2 separate regions of the Mus musculus genome follow, and region 1 is linked to region 2. A link is a contact called in public Hi-C data. All regions are on one chromosome and are shown on one strand. The core of a region is the stretch at or near the end of the contact, and the rest is flanking DNA. Distances in the headings are between cores, read along the strand shown.

The links. A called contact is a pair of places that touch in the nucleus more often than the background predicts.
Region 1: a Hi-C map of bone marrow-derived macrophages shows a contact between it and region 2, with 6 times the contacts expected there. The contact joins two enhancer-like sites. A contact is called at or near these places in 5 of 484 Hi-C or Micro-C datasets (Th1 cells, bone marrow-derived macrophages, epidermal suprabasal cells and 1 more) and 2 of 115 datasets of contacts at active chromatin or transcription factors (CD8 T cells and bone marrow-derived macrophages).

Annotation. Positions count from the first base shown.
Region 1 is chr13:5,441,346-5,447,389 of GRCm38.p6, reverse strand. No RefSeq gene overlaps it. Among named protein-coding and RNA genes, the nearest start is that of Gm40660, 11 kb to the left of the region's middle. Within about 2 kb of position 2,344, at least 40 of the 459 cell types and tissues checked have an H3K27ac peak or open chromatin away from gene starts, as enhancers often do. A contact at or near this core is called in bone marrow-derived macrophages, epidermal suprabasal cells and macrophages, where this site is marked.
Region 2 is chr13:5,766,509-5,772,094 of GRCm38.p6, reverse strand. No RefSeq gene overlaps it. Among named protein-coding and RNA genes, the nearest start is that of Gm35413, 34 kb to the left of the region's middle. Within about 2 kb of position 2,239, at least 85 of the 459 cell types and tissues checked have an H3K27ac peak or open chromatin away from gene starts, as enhancers often do. A contact at or near this core is called in bone marrow-derived macrophages, epidermal suprabasal cells and macrophages, where this site is marked.

The DNA of each region.
Region 1 (6,044 bases), core at 1,095-3,594, 320 kb after region 2:
CTGCAATTGAGTCTATGCATCAATGGAAATGACTGATCCACGTTAAGATTCTGGAGTTATTCCCTAGTTCACGATCCTCTCAAGCCTCAGGAAACAAATGTGAGGATTCCAATCCACCCACCAAAGTCAGGTAGAATAAGTATTTGATTAAGAAATGAAACAGGGAATTGCTTGACAATTCTGCATCTTTATACCCCATGCATTCCTTTTTAGCACAGAGCAAACACAATGGGAAGGAGAGAGGCATGTGCTGAAGGTGAAGGTTCTCAGTATCAAAGAATTCTATTTTCTCCCACTCTTGCCATGCTCTGCTTGACCAGGGGTAGAGGATTTAAAAGATATGTTCAGAAATCTAACCTGTACAGAGTTGAAAGTACCCGTATTGAAGAGTTAGTTATAACACTGAAACAATAGAGTACAGGCAACCACTCTGGAAATCAGTCTGGCGGTTCCTCAGAAAATTGGACATAGTACTACCGGAGGATCCAGCAATACCTCTCCTGGGCATATATCCAGAAGATGCCCCAACTGGTAAGAAGGACACATGCTCCACTATGTTCATAGCAGCCTTATTTATAATAGCCAGAAGCTGGAAAGAACCTAGATGCCCCTCAACAGAGGAATGGATACAGAAAATGTGGTACATCTACACAATGGAGTACTACTCAGCTATTAAAAAGAATGAATTTATGAAATTCCTAGCCAAATGAATGGACCTGGAGGGCATCATCCTGAGTGAGGTAACACATTCACAAAGAAACTCACACAATATGTACTCACTGATAAGTGGATATTAGCCCCAAACCTAGGATACCCAAGATATAAGATATAATTTGCTAAACACATGAAACTCAAGAAGAATGAAGACTGAAGTGTGGACATTATGCCCCTCCTTAGATTTGGGAACAAAACACCCATGGAAGGAGTTACAGAGACAAAGTTTGGAGCTGAGATGAAAGGATGGACCATCTAGAGACTGCCATATCCAGGGATCCACCCCATAATCAGCATCCAAACGCTGACACCATTGCATACACTAGCAAGATTTTATTGAAAGGACCCAGATGTAGCTGTCTCTTGTGAGACTATGCCGGGGCCTAGCAAACACAGAAGTGGATGCTCACAGTCAGCAAATGGATGGATCATAGGGCTCCCAATGGAGGAGCTAGAGAAAGTAGCCAAGGAGCTAAAGGGATCTGCAACCCTATAGGTGGAACAACATTATGAACTAACCAGTACCCCGGAGCTCTTGACTCTAGCTGCATATATATCAAAAGATGGCCTAGTCGGCCATCACTGGAAAGAGAGGCCCATTGGACTTGCAAACTTTATATGCCCCAGTACAGGGGAACACCAGGGCCAAAAAGGGGGAGTGGGTGGGCAGGGGAGTGGGGGTGGGTGGATATGGGGGACTTTTGGTATAGCATTGGAAATGTAAATGAGCTAAATACCTAATTAAAAAAAATTAAAAAAAAAAACAAAAAAAACAATAGAGTACAGGTAATGCTAAATTATGTTGAGGGTTCAACAAGTAGAAGCTGCTGTTAATTTGATGATTAGATGATTATTAAATAGATTGACTACTGGTAGCTGTGGAACAGGCATTTGTTCTGAGGCACATCTGATGTGGTCCTTTGGGACTTTTGTCATTTTTCAAATATATTCCTAAGTGGTCAGGTTCTCAACATGGAAACGTGAACATTGGGGATCGTTACCAGCATTTTTCGTGGGCTTGCACACAGGTATGTCTATCAGCTCTGGAAGAAAAAAGTCTAGTAAAAGAAACAGAGGATTGATTCCTTGATAACTCATTGCAGGGCTAGCAGAGTCTCGCCTAAAGAATGTTGTAAGCACTCACTAGGCAGCAAAACATAGCTATCTCATAAACAAATTTGTTTTTAATTCCAGTGCTTGTTCTGTGGTATTTTTCACAGCTTGATTTTAAGCTATTTTATGTTCCTTGACTTGGGCAAGCCACTAAACCAGACTGGTCTAGCTTGCTTCATAACGTGCTTTGTAACTTGTTTTGCAGGCTCCTAAATACATATCATTTCTGAATATTCACAGAGAGAAATTTCAAGTTTTACTGGGCATACTCAGAAGAAAAAATGATAAGAATCTGTCTTGTGTGTAGCAAGATCTCAGCAAAGTGACAAATGTCCCATGGCTGTAATTCAGTCAAAGGTCCTTGGCAAGGGGTGACTTGGGTCTGGCTGGCACATCACATTTTAGTGTCTTAGCGGGTGAGGCAGAGCTTTTACAAGTGTGACCGGACTTTTACTAAAGGAAAGGCTTTACTCAAGGAAAGTTATTCAGGGAAACCTTTTACTTCTTCTTTTCATTCCAGAAACTGGAAGAGTGCTAGGGTGTGGTGTTGACTCAGTCAGTTGCAGAGTTGAGTGTGTTAATGACTAAGTCCAAGTCTAAGCTCAACAGGTCCTGACATGCATTGAGATGGAAATAAAAGCTTTATTTACAATTAGTCTCTGAATAACAATTTCAATGAGTGCCTTCTTTAATTCCCAAGACTGTGGGAATCGGTACTGAAAGCACTATTGCATCTGGGGGAAAGAGGAAAAGTGAAGTAAAGCCAAACCAAAATGGAGGCGTTCCTTTTATGCCATCCTTCTGTGCCTAGAGAAGGACATCTGAACAATGCCCACTTCTCTCTGTATTTCTGCATTATCCTATAGGACTCCTATTTTATTTTGCTTTGTTGTGATTATTATTGCTAAAATATGTTTCTATTCCAATTTAAATATTAACTAGAAATTGAATTTTTAGAAATATATTCTACTCTTATCTTACTCCAAAGGCTTGAAGGTACTTTCTATTGGTCCATGACTTCTTAAAATTCTTTGAGTCTCCACCGTGGCATCATCTCTTGCACTGTGGCTCAGAACACAAGCCAATTCTGAGATCTCCTTTCACGGGAAGCGAGGAAACCCTAACATGAGTGGCCTTCTAGGAAAAGAGCCTGGGCTTTCCCAAAGCTTTCTGTTTCTTCCCCAGAAATTGTATCACTTATAATTTTTCCAGACATCTCATTAGTGAAATGAGTCTGATATATGAAGATTCAGGATGCTGTTTTCCACAACATATAGCCTGCTACACTGGATATACTGGGTAGAACATCTCATGTGTTAGGATCTAAGTTTCACTGTGTCCTGACCACAGATTGTAATCTGAGAATTAGGGTGAAGTTGCAACTTATAAAGACAGAATGAACCTTGGTGAAAGCAAACTATATTTTCAGAGGGGCTTAGGATCCTCATATTTCTCACTGGGATAAAAATAACACTTATTTCCTGTGTCCTTGTTCTGATTAGAACAGCAGAGAGAATGTAAGAGAAAACCTTCCTCCAGATGTGACATCTAATGTTCTTGTTAGTTTATCTTGTACATAGTTGAGTCACTTCATCTCCAGGGTTTGGATGCTGATGGTCTACTTGAGATTTACCTCTCAGTACTATGTGAAAGCTATTGAATATAGTACTCACTGTCAAGGGCATTGCAAACCTGTAGATCATGATCTTGATTTCTAGCTCTGCTATTTCTCCTGTGATTTCAAGAATATGGCATAACTTCTCTAAGCCCTCTTTCTATGTTCTAAAACAGATTCTATTATAATTCTTAATTTTTTGAGGAAGTGAAAAACACTTTAAAGAAAAACAGCAATGTATTTCAAGTTCCTCTTCAATGATTTTAGAAGCAAATATTCCATTTCCTTGCTCCAGAAAAGCTTCCATTTCATGTATACCTGCCCCTGTATTCAATCTTGCTTGCTTATTAAACAGAAATGAGACTTCGTTCACTAGCAAGTCCATTTTCTCTTGTGCCCCTGTGTCTCATGTCTTTTGTTTTTCCCCTGGGTGTGGTCTTTCAAACTGACATTCTCAACTAACCATGGATTCTTCCAGACAGAGATCATATCTCAGCAGCTTGTAAATGCTGAACAAACATCAAACTCTCTTTTGACTCATAGCCTCTGTTGTCCTGTCCACCCTTTTTCTCATTTCTAGTTCACATACAAGTTCCTTGAAATGTCTAAAAAGTTTCTCCCCAACTCCCTATCTCCTCTTCATTTTCTTCTTGTAGTTAACAATTGTGTGTTTTTTTTTGGATTATTTTTGTTATTTTTACTCTGAGGGGTGAGGATCTTTGGCCTATATTTTCCAAGGTCTCTCTTTCTGCTTCATCCCCAAACCTTCTCCAAGGATCTCATAATTCTACTCTGAGTACACTATATGCCACTGAAGTAGATCTCTCTTGGGGTTAATAGACACCACTACACTGCATTCATTGCCTATATAGCCACTGCTCACTGTTCGATCTCCCTCCACCATCACAGGAGTGAATCCCTACACTCTACTGTATTAGATTAGGATTTCACCTTTCCATAGATACATCTTCTTTAACTCAACCTCTGTAAGGGTAAATTCAATTCTTAAAGTAACCCCTAAAGACACAATGTCAGAAAATGAACTTTTGCGGGTATTTTAGCTTTTACAAATAGTAGTTGGATATAGGACGTCTCGTGGCAATCAATCATCATTATGTTAGAGTTATGAAGGGATGTCCTGCTGTTTCAAAGCTTTCATAGTTGCTATTAAGAAGTCCAAAGTCATTCTGGCCTTTGATCTACTAAATACGATCTGGTTTTAATCTGTTAGACCCTCTCTTTGTACACACTATGCTGAAACTTCTCCGTAGAATTATTTGCTGTAATTCTATTTCCATCGCTTGCTGTGAGCTCTCATTGGGTCTTTTTTTTTTTTTTTTTTTGTATAGAAATCCTTTGGCACTAGAAAATGTGATTGAAGTAGTCCTTTGATGGTTTCTTTGTCAGAATTATCTCCCTTTTCTTGTCTCTTTGTTAACTAAAACTTAGACACTCATAATTCCTCCAGCTTTTAAATTTTTTCCTAATATTTTTCTTTTCTAGTTTCTTCCTTTGGCTAGCTGGTCTTAGAGAGCTTTTCAATATGAATTCCAGACATTCTCCTAGTGAGCTGTCTTATATTCTGCACATGATTTAGAGTACTATTTTTAATCTTTAGATATTTCATATTTTCCCATACACCCTGTGTTCTTGTTCCCCAGATGCAGTCTCTGCTTTAGTTTCTTAGAGTATTAAAATACTTTGTTTACATATATGGGGATTTCATTGTCTCTGCTTTGTTTCTGTTTCTTTCAAGTTCACTTTGTTATTATTTGTTATTGTTTGTTTTTGCCTTAGTGTGAAATGTTTTCATGTTAGAGATTCTTCTCATATGTGGTTCCTTGTTTTCTGACATTAATTATATAAATAATTGGCTAAGAAAATTTCCCACCACTAGGCTTAGATTCTAATTCTCTGGATTAGTAGTTACTCACATTACATCTGCTTTGAAGAATTTTTAAAAAGTTTGCCATGTTGTTATTTTGTGATATCCTTTTAATTACGTGTCTGTGTCTTTAACAGATGTTAGGATTTCTTAGTTTGAATAGGAGGCTATGTTATTTCTGCTATTATTACCTGCTCATTTTTCATTCATGCTCATATCCCTCATACCTTGTCCTGCCAAGCTTCCTACCAACGTTAGCAATGCAATAGTCTTCATCTGCCATATCCACAGACCACATTCTCTTTACCTACATCTTAGACCACTCCCTTACTCTCCTTCCTAAAGCACTGCTAGTTAGATAATGTCCCTTATGACTATCTGATGAGGAGCAGCTGTCTCATTCTATGTAGTTCTTTGACCTGGTGCTATACTAAATTGAATGCCTTGACAGGGTACACAGTGAAGATGAAGACCAACCTCATATGTATAGATTGGCATGATGCTGAGAACATCTTCTTTACCTTTCTAGCTATTGTACAGATGGAGAGAGATCAGGTTCGAAGCTCTGACACCCAGTGCTTTGATCTAATAGACAGACATTCTTAGACTTCTAGGTCAGTGCCTAGAAAGAACAACATGGCTCCACAAGCATTTTAATAATTACTGTATTTTGGTTTTGTTTTGTGGGCTGTAAACTCCAATAAGTTGTTTTATACA
Region 2 (5,586 bases), core at 990-3,489:
TCTCTGGGGTTCTTTGGTCAACCAGCCTTAAAGGACAAGTAATTTTCAGGCTTAGGAATAGACCAGGGCTCAAACAAAAGAGTGAATGAGGAAGACAGGTGACATGGAGTAAGCAGTACTTTGAACTATGTTTAATTACACAGAGAAATCTAATCTGACTACAAGAATCAGTTTGCTTGGTCTAGCTCAAAGATCTTCTAAAGATAAGTCCATTAAGACCTGCTGTAAATCTTAGTCCTTCCTTTAAAGAGGTCCATGGCACATGACAAACAAACAGAGAGAGGCAGGCCTGGTGGTGCATGCCTTTAATCCCAGCTCTAGTGAGGCAGAGACAGGAGATTCTCTCTGAGTTCCACATCAGCTAAGGCTACATAGTGAGATCCTAGTTCAAAAAAACAAAAGAAGACAAGATGTGTACACTCAACCACATACAAAATGATGCTGATAATTTTATACAGAGATCAAATGTAAATAGTGTGTCTTTTATAAGGAAGATTTCTTACACGTAGCTCCTTCCCTTTGTAGTTAATACAGCCTCCTTGGATTATCTCCGTTGAAATAATGTTTAAATGCAAATTTTCTGAATTCTTTAGGTAATTTAGCTCTTTAAGATGTATTTTCCTTCTCACATTGAAGTGACTTAGGCTCCTGTGCTGCTTCTTGTCTTTTTTTGTTTGTTTGGGGTTGTGGAACTTTTAAAAGAAAGGACAGAGCTTTGCAGGAGGTACTGAGGAGCTCATCTTTAGAAGAACGTTGAGCTAGACCAGACAGACTGATCACTGTCGTCAGATTGGATGCCTTTCTGTAATTAGACATAGTTCAAAGAAACTTTTACTCCAAATTACTCTACATCCTTACGTGTCTGGGATCTACTCAGAAGAGAAACATGACAAGGTGTTTGAAACAGTCTAGACTCTAGTCATCCTGCTCTCTTCTTTTGTTTGATGCTACCCAGCAATACAGTTTCCCTTGGAGGGACAGGAGAAGCTGAAGCAGGCCACCTTTTCTATATAAGGACATTCAGACAGCTGGTGTCCAGGCGCCTTGAGGTAAGCATGCATTCAACAGCTGGATTCCTCTTCCTCTTTTTCTCTTTGTTGTTTTCATCCCAATGACATCAGCTCCTGATTTTATGATCTCCATGTTGGACAGGGCATCCTTATCTGTCATTATTATCTGGGCGAGGCTTTAGTTATGAAGAGAAGGAAAAGATGATACCCAAACTAAATGGTAGTGACATTTGTCTCTTTGCCTCTAAACTGACTGGAGTCATGCTGAATCCATCCAACAATTCCCAATGCTCCAAACTGTCTTATTTCCATGCTTCCATTTTCTCTTAACTGCTAGGATTTTTCTCCCCACCTTACCCCACATCCCAGCACACTTGCTGAGTGCTTTCTCTTCATATTTATCTCCATGTAAGACAGAACTGGTGTTTTTCTAAAATTACATGGTACCTCTTTTGTGCACACATTCTAAAGAAGTCCTGAGATTCTCTCCCTGTATTGATTTGGATGGAGTTGCCTCGAGCTGTCTGCTCTTAGGGAGACAGAAAGGTCACGTTTGTAATTGCTTTGAAAGTAGAGAAACTTCCAGAAACTTAGAAAAAGGGTTTTTGACCTTAGGGTCTGAACAGTTAATGGAGTTGTTTGTGGATGAGGTAATGTTTTGTTAACTCAGAGTCTGGACCTGTTATCCTGTAGTAACTCACTGAAGAAGTCTTTAACTGAAGGTGTGTGGGAGCACGGAGAACATTTCTGATTATAGAAACATTGATCTGATGTTCAGGGAGGCAGTTTTAACTTTCCCAGTGAGTTAGTTACAGCAACCCAGGCATCTCAGAGGATGCTTCCGTCTAGCTTTCCATCTTGTTCTGTTTTTGTTCCCTCCATATTACTAATTATGAATACAAGAAAGGAATGACTTTTCTGATGCTCTATGTCTTAAAATCTCTATTTTCAGATTAGCAACCTCAGGGGTAGTGATAAATAGGTCACTTATTACTGACGTCACAGGGAACTCCATGCGTGCCTCAGATGAACCAGGACAGATTTGAACAGTAAGGTATGGAGTTCTGTGATTAAGACTGTAAAAGACCTCAGCTCACTTTGAATGACAGATGCTAGCAATAGGTTAAAAATCAGAGTAAATGCTGAGAGTTTCTCTTTTTGAGACACATCATTTGGGTGGAAAATGACTCATGCATACTGGCTGACACAATGACCCTCCTGGGTGTGGAGGGCACTTCCCCACTATGCTTATCATAAACCCCAGCCCTCATTCCAAAGGGCCTCATTTACTGAGGGGGTGTTTTCTTCCTCACAACTAACTGGCTGAACCAGAAAAACTGTGAAATACTTTGGATTACTCAGTGAGAGGCCATTATTACCTGATCCTTATCACACCTCCAAAGGCCTTTGCTGTATAGTACATGCTGCCTGCCTCTCATTTCTGTCTTTTGTTTTCCACTTTTCAAGTTACTCTGAAGCTGGAGGGGGAGTTACAAGGAAGCCCCAGATATTCTTCTCTCTCGGCAGAATTTCCTGGTAAAGTTGAGTCCCAGATCCCAGTGTCCGGTTAGGGCTGATGACCCGTCCAAGATTAAGGCTTCCCAGGCAGGAACTAACCTCCCACATCCTCCAAAGCGCCTGCATAATACTTCCATTCTGACTTTGGGTGGCACAATTCCTATATCCATCAACTATGCAATCTGCACATGGTACTCTGCAAATGGCTGTGGACTCAGGCAGTAAAGGTCTTGTTCTTCAAACCAAAGTTGAATATCAAGGAATTAGGGAAGAAGGCTTGTAATGCAGGCAGAGGGGAAAGCTTCCTGTGGGCAAGGTTGTGACTGACCCTGGGTGGGCAGGAAGACCCTGTGTTTATCATTGTGCCTCGTGTATATAGTGGCCTCTGAGATGACAGTTAGTTGGTTCATTTTCACAATAAGGCAAAGATCCAGATATCCTGGGGATATAACGTGCCGCATAGTCAGCCTGACTTAAGTCCAATAGCACGAAGATATTATTTGGGGCGGCCTATCATATCCATAAGCTCAGTAAAACAGTAGTTGGAGAATTTCTGGAGGGTGTGTAGGAAAGTGTGGTGAAGACATCATCTCTGCACTCATGCTTGTGTCTTTGCATTGTGCTTATAGTTATAAATATCTATTTGCCAGCTCAGATACTGTTTTGCTGTCTGCTGCAAGCCTCTACATTTTCTTCTCACTTCTGTAGCCATAGCCCATATGGCTGAAAGATGTGTAAAGAAAGAAAATCATTGTATTTTCAGTGGTTCAGACTGAGTCTGTTTGAATGGTTTCAAACCTGCATGAATATAATTACAATAGAAGGAAAATTCTCCCCCCAAAATCTATATCATATTAATGCTGATAACATTGCTCTTTTTTGTCCTCTACATAAGCCAGCCCCATGTACAAGTACTACACAGACTGACAAGCTCAGCTTTCATCATTTTATTGGGTGTTATTTCTAAGATCTCAGTATAAACAGGGTGCTCCCTTGGGATGTATTTCAGCATCAGAGTGTTTGCCTCTTGTGTGAAAGATTCTCGAATTGGGCTTTGGTCCCTAGCATCACCTCTAAAAAATAATAATAAATCAATAAAAGATTTAAAAAAAAGGAAGGAAAAATTAAAATTGTCAGCCTGTGAGTAAACTAGTATTGTCTTTTCATAATCAAACATAACCTTTTTGTCAGTGGAATTTTATTTCATTTTATAGTGTTATTTGGGTCCCTTTTGTTATCAGAAGCATCATTAATACATTTCTGTAAGAATAGCGGAACTCAGCTGCACATTAATGTTTTGGGTAGAGTCTGGAGTCAGAGTGGCTCAGCCGATCTTAGATGCCATGACTGTCAGCATATGTATCTTTATACCAACCTTTTGTCCAAATACTCTTTGTTATGGTGGATTCTGGGCACAGTGACAGGTATTAGTTTCAGTTTGATGCATTGATGACTTGAGAAGTGTTTTTAGCAAGTTGTTGGGGGTGGGGGAAGAAAATGTCATTTTCATAGAAGGAAAGATGGTATCAGAGGTCATTTCCCATCATAGTCATGCCTCAGCTTGGACTTTCTGTTTTCTTATGACTTCTGTCTCTGATAACATCAGAACACCCACATTCCACATAGACAACTTTATTTTAGTGAATATGGCAGCAATTCAGATCCAACCTTTGCATATTCAGCTCATGTCTTCTCTCTCACTTTAGGAGGCTTCAGACCATGAGCAGACTTGAGTCTACACTTGAAAAACAGGCTTCAATATTAGACCAGGAATTATTTCACCATAAATATGAGTTCATGTTTAAAACCGATCTTAGTTTTGCTGTCATTAGTAGTCCACCTATCCTATTTTCTTCCCCCTTCCCTACATCTTTTCCTTCTCCCCTCTTTTCTTTCTCTTTGTCTCTGTCTTTCGCTGTTACTCTGTCTCTGTGTCTCTCTGTTTCTTTCTCTCTCTGCCTCTGTATCTCTGTTTCTCTCTGTGTGTGTCTGCCTCTTGTCTCTCTATCTGTCTCTATCTGTCTCTGCCTCGCTTTGTCTCTCTCTCTCCTTTGAAACACTATCTCATATAGTCTAGACTGACCTTGAATTGCCATTGTAGCTGAGGATAACTATAAACTTCTGGTTGGTCTCCACCCACCACATGATGGTATTTCAAGAACACTACATGACCACTCCAGGTATTTGCTTGCTGGTGCTTGCTGAGAGCAGATCTAAGGTTTTCTATGTGCTAGGCAAATAGTCTACCAACCCCTATAATCCCCAAATCAAAGAAGTTATATTCACATCTAGATTTCATCTCCTCATTAAAAAAAATCAGGAATTAAGCCAGTTTGATTCCAAATCTCCCCTATGTAAAAACTGCACATATTAAGCTTTCATGCTTTCATGGTGCTTCTCATTCTCCGTCTGCCTCCAGGGTTCCCTGCAGTCTCCCTCACGAGGGCCATGATCTTTTTGTCTAATCTTAGGTGGCGCACATGCTCTTTTGCTCTTCTTGATCTCAACCTTCAAGTATCAAGGCATAACCTTCTTGGTCTGTTTCAACATTTAAGTTTTTAACCTCTCCTCAAAATAGCTCAAGTGAAGAATTTGGTAAAGACAATCTAATTAAATTATATGACTTCCCTTTAACCCGTGTCACAGTTAAATATGATTCTTTTCAGTGTCTGTTACTCATAGTGATCTGGTGTCACTGGACTTGCCTTTGATACCTAACCGATGACCTTGAACATAAGGGTCATTGGAGTTACATTTGACAGAGGACACTTGCCTGGTGCCTTGTCTTTTACAAGGTATTTTGGGAATGTATGGCTTTCTTTAAATCTTAAGACAGTTCAGAAAGGGAGCTTTGATCATCTCTAGCTTACGAATGGAATACTCAAGATCAAGAGAACTAAGTTTCCCCGTGTCACACTGTTAGTAACAGAGCTTGAATCAGTGTCAGATGGTCTGGATCATTCCAAAATAAGAGCTCATGTCCTCACTCTGTCTACGTGCGATAATTTAAAGTCCCATTGCTTTATTGTGAGGCTAAGTAAACAAAGAGATAGATAGC